2 separate regions of the Drosophila melanogaster genome follow, and region 1 is linked to region 2. A link is a contact called in public Hi-C data. All regions are on one chromosome and are shown on one strand. The core of a region is the stretch at or near the end of the contact, and the rest is flanking DNA. Distances in the headings are between cores, read along the strand shown. Region 1 overlaps Rbp6 (RNA-binding protein 6). Region 2 holds the start of CG7724.

The links. A called contact is a pair of places that touch in the nucleus more often than the background predicts.
Region 1: a Hi-C map of the Kc167 cell line shows a contact between it and region 2, with 2.1 times the contacts expected there. A contact is called at or near these places in 61 of 107 Hi-C or Micro-C datasets (the Kc167 cell line, the ML-DmBG3-c2 cell line, the OSC cell line and 22 more) and 1 of 7 datasets of targeted methods (the Kc167 cell line).

Annotation. Positions count from the first base shown.
Region 1 is chr3L:17,101,696-17,104,395 of dm6, reverse strand. All of the region lies in intron 7 of Rbp6 (RNA-binding protein 6), which reads left to right. Among named protein-coding and RNA genes, the nearest start is that of CG7724, 47 kb to the right of the region's middle.
Region 2 is chr3L:17,054,224-17,056,923 of dm6, reverse strand. It overlaps CG7724, which reads right to left and starts at 1,311. Exons shown (of 4, transcript NM_140700.3): 1 at 1,247-1,311. It overlaps rogdi (rogdi,), which reads right to left. Exons shown (of 8, transcript NM_168717.2): 8 at 1,470-2,626. The coding sequence ends at 2,558.

The DNA.
Region 1 (2,700 bases), core at 31-2,530, 48 kb before region 2:
CCTCTCACAAGTTTGAATACTTATCGTTGTGGATTTGAAACGATAAGGTTTTTTGAAACGCCATTAATGGTGTTTAAAAAATTTATAAATAAGCAAGTAGTCCTTTAAAACTGTCAATGAATGTTTATGTTCTTTTTATCACTTTTAAATGATTTTTACAAGATTTTTCAAGTGATTGAGCAAAATTGAGTTATAATTAATTGATACGAGATTTTATTCTTTAATTCCGCTTTATATAACTAAACGTTATATGCAATTTAAAGTGGCAAACAAACTCTCAACCGCCAGCTTTTCTTTCCTTTTCTCAAATGAGAATCCATTTTGCCCGCTGCGTAAGCTAACCCTAAGCTCCATTTATAATGCTCCTTGCACTCTGTAATCCATGACCGCGATAATCGCCTCTGGTCCGGCATAAAACTCTATTTCCAACAATTTGCCCCGTCGACCGACCAACAATGGCACAACAAATGAGCATGCGATTTGCTTGTGTCAGCGGAGGTCCAGCGGTTTTCGGTATGGTGCGTATGGTACAGTGGAGCCCCGCAGCATCATCATTGGGTCGGGACCGCAAGTTCCCTGGGATTCCCTGGTTGGCCAGGGCTTATCTCGGTTTCATTACAGTTATTGTCGTTGTCATCAGTTTGCCATGTGCCACAATGTTGCACAGAAGCCAACTTCAGCTGCAACTGCGACTGTGAATGCGGCTACCGTTTGCCACCCCATTTTCCCCAGGATTTTCCTTCAGTTATCCCCCCACCCCGGCCCGTTCTTCAGCAGTTTCCACTTCTTAGCTGAGCAACAACAAGGGCCACACTTCCGCTGGCTGCTTGAAATAAAAACTTGCTTGATTCACACACAAAAGGGGAGGGGGTGTGGGTCGGGAAAATTGCACTGCAGCACCGCAACAAAAGCTCCACACACACACACATAGACTCGCCCACCAACACACAAAAAATACGCAAGTACAACATCTAAATGCAATGCCATAGAAAAAATGCAAAAACGCAGTTTCCGCGCAAAACAAAAATAGCGAAAAAAGCAGCTATACAAGAACAACAAAAAAATACTCGTACATAATATAAGTGTAAGCGTCGATTTGGGGGCGTTTTGCGGGGGCGTGGCACTGCCAGCTTCACACTTGAACACGTACAGAGCCCGCGGCATTCGACGTCTTTGACTTGCCAATGCCAAATCCACCCACAACCTCCCACAACCTCCCACAACCACCCACAGGCCACCCACTCACCAGGCTTCTCCTCACATTAAGCGAGCGCTTAAAAGTATGCTACAGGATTTGGCATTTGCTTAAAAGCTGTTTCGACCGATTCGTAGGGATTATTTGATTGCGAGGCGTTTGCATAAATTGATTCTAAAGCGGCAAAAGCAGTAGCAGCTGCAATTCTAAACTCTTGTTCTTCTTCTGCTTCTGGCCCGCCTGCCAGTTGGGTCTGATTTATTACACTCGTTTCAAACACTGCGGTTGCTGGCCAGCAAATGGACAATGCCCTGTGCCGCCTGCCTAATGCGAAACACGTTAAATAATAAATAAATATAATGAAATATATGTGTGGGCTATGGACGGAACTGTGTGCATGTCTGGCTGTCTCCTGGTTAGGCATAAATTCGTTTTATCTGGAGCCGCAAAACGAAAATTGCATCAAAACAAAGGTTTTCTCTACACATGGCAAAAAAAGAAGGAAAAGAACAAAAATAGATGCTGCACCAAAAACCAATGGTTGTGAGATGTAATTAAACAAACATGATGTGAAACAATATAATAAAAGTAAAATGTCTCCGAATTTACTGCGGTTATGCAATCACTTTCAAAACTTCATAAGCCATATAATTCTATCACTTTTTACAAATTATACAAAATTTAAATAGATACATTTTTATCTGATTGCAATGATTTTAAGCTTCGACAATAAGCTAGAAGGCAAAGGGAAGGTTTAAAATATTTTGAAGGCTCTGTTTACAACTTTTTTGCTTGTGTATTCCTGCCCCTACCGTCGCCCCCGCCAGCGCCATTGGGTCAACAGTTTCGGTAGCTGTTTGGCGGTGACGTTTTTGTATAATTAATTTTTCTTGTTCAGTGGTTTTGTACAATCAACATTCGATGTAAAAACATTGCAAACAACTGCCACGCATACAGGCGCACTTAAAGCGGGCTCCCACACACGCACACACACACACACATGCACATACACATATGCACAGATGCCATACATACACGGAATGCCACCGCAGGACAACGAGCAACAACAAGCGGCTGCACTCTTGGGTCCAGGACCAGGTCCTCCGCCACGTCCTCGTGCTCGTCCTCGATTTCGTCCTGGCTGCTTGCATATGCATGCGAAAATGTTAAAGCAAATAAGAAAGAGTGTGAAAACGAGCAGCTTGCCATGTAAACAAGTAAACCAATAAGTGCATTGGTGTGTATAAAAAGGATATACACGACGAGCCACGAACCCTTCGAGTGTGTGGCTTTAAAAACTGCCCAACTAAATCCCCGGTCTCAGTTGCAGCTTCACTTCAGCTAAGCCCGTTCTCGGCCAAAAAGTCCGCCCACGAAAATCTGAAAAGAATATAAAAAAACACTGATTCGAATATACAAACCAAATTGTTTAATGAATTACTCGCGCTCGTGTTGCCTTTTCTTGTTGTTGTTTGCACAATTTGTTTACGCAACGCGTGACGCTT
Region 2 (2,700 bases), core at 62-2,561:
CTTTTATGGTCGGCGGCCCCACTTGGACCAGCCCGGCCACTTGGACATCACACACATAAACTGGCTCATCACCAGCCGGCGACCTTCTTCGAGGGTCAGCGGAGCAGGTTTCCAAGTGACTCGGCGGTTTTTCAAATGCTCGGCTTACGTGACGCTCCGCGGCGCTAATAAAGGCGGCCACTTTTATATTACCTATATGTTTACTTATAGTTATAGTTAGTTTGTGTAATCCAAATTCCCATGATTACTTCAATTATTTGCTTTTTATAGTCTGTGTAATATAAACTGGCTTTCACCTTATCAAAATGGGTTTTAACTACTATTTATTTGCATAAATGTAAATATGAGTAACCAACTTACTAGTTTGTATCTTATAGTATATAGAGCTACATATATTCCTTGATTACAGCAAATACTTTTTATTAATTTAAAATAAAATCTGAAAATAACTTTCAAAGCTGTAATTAAGTAACAATTATTTCTTAATGGCCTAGAGCTTAGTAAAAATAAATAAACTTACTAATTAAATCATTATTTTCGGTTACCTTCTAATGCAACGCGACCTTAATTCTGTTCGTATTAATGGCATTCGCACTTTTAAAGTGCCAAAAATGACTGTTAACTTTATAATTTATAATATAAGCAAAGTTTGAATGCTGTTCGCACATTTAGACGGATATATTGAAGATATAGTGAGCAGCTAGTTTCCGTTGTAGAGGAAATCTGATGAAAATTCGTATATAAATCATTGTCGCTCTATAGCTTTCGATTTCTACTTCCCCTTAGTGTGTTACTTGGCCACGGTCAACTTTTGTTTTGAATGAATTTATTAGACCCCGTCCAGTAACTAAGGCCGTTGAGCAGACTCAAAAAGACATTAAAAATAATAAGATACTAATGGTGACAGCAGCAACATCTGCAACAGCCACATTTGCAGCAGCAACATGGCCATCGGCCAAAGCAACAGCAACTTACAAGATACAATATACGGCAGCAATCTCAACAAAGGGAAACATGGCTCAATGTGCTAATGTTTTCGCTGGGCGGTCTTACAGATTACAACACAGCATCAAAACAATTACCGCGAACTGGTTTCCGCGTCTATTTCGACATGCACGTCAACACACACGATTTTTTTTTGGCATTTTGGCCTGGCCATTTTAAACTTGTAAACACTCGACCAATAAATGGCACCTGTCTATCTAGAAGCCCGAAAGTCGTAATATCTATATCGTTCGATGCTTACCAGGAAAATTTGGCACTTTTTTGTGAGCAAACCTTTGGGCTTGCCTGCTGACTGGAAACTGTTTGTTGGTCATAAACAAAAGTGGCCGAAACCGAAACGATCGTTGTCGAGCCACTTGGCTATCACTTATCGTTATCGTCATCGTCCGCGCTGCTATCGATCGCAGTCGTCGAGCATTTGGCGCGCGCAATTGAAAGTTCGTTTTTCAAAATGCATGGCATTTGGTAAAAGGTAATTTTTATTCAACAACAAGTAAATGAATGTGGACAGTAAGTACGCTTAGTGATTACATAAATAGTTGTCTTCTCTTCCCATGCATTTAGTGGGGTGCTTAGGCAATTGCAATATTCAATAAGTACAGTGGTAATTGTTTTCGTTGCATCTCATTCAATAACTTTCTATATCTTTATAAACTCCCTGGTAGATGTATAAAGTAAACGAGAAGTAAAGGCCGTTGATACAAATGACTTTGGATTAGATTAGGATTGGGCGCTCTTAACCATTAACCATTAACGAGTACGCGAAATACAATTACGGATATACAATTACGAATACGAATACAAAACGGTGTTTAGTTTAGTACAATTAAAAATTCTGTTCACATTTCGGTTTGGTTTATTACAACAATATCATGTAAATGCCGATGTAGATGCCCCTTCCGTGTGCACCTAAGTATGTATGTATATAGGGGGCTGTGTTAGGGGGTATAAACGTTGTAAGTACCGACTTTAAGTACCGATTGACTGCTGACTTGGTGGATTTTGTTGCATCGTAGCAAACATAAATAAGGGCCATGGTATTACATTACATTAAATTACATGTACGAATAAACTATAATTATCTAGCAATTTCATTTTGTTACACATACAAACACAATTGGTTTTCACAAACGTTCTCTGTTCTCAATTCTCAGCCTAATGCTATTTAGATGCATTTTGATGCATAATTGGAGTGACGTGAAGCGATGAACTCAGGTTCTGCGTAGTCGTAATTTAACATGAATGTTGATTGTGTACATTAAACTAGTTGTATGCATGTATGTATGTATATAACTTTCTATACACTACTGTATATAGCAGTATAGTGTTTTAAAGTATTGTATTGTATAGTATAGTATATAGTATAGTATGCATGGGTATTATGGGTGTGCCGTTTCCAGTAGCAACATTTCAACTAACATTATTTACTTCGCTATTACAAGTACGGTTCTTTATTAGCTATTATTGTTGTTATTGTTTCTGTCGCCGATCCACCAGTGCCATCGATCAAGGGTTTCCATACCCGGCTTCCATTTCCCGGCGCATTCCCGTCTCAGTAGGAAAGTGCCGAGGGCGAACGCGAGCCAACTGTGAAATCTTTGTACACCGAAAACACAGATATCTGCGAAAGAGTAGAAATATTGAATTAAAAATACACCCACAATTCATTCGAGGACCCAGCGCATCGGAACCCGT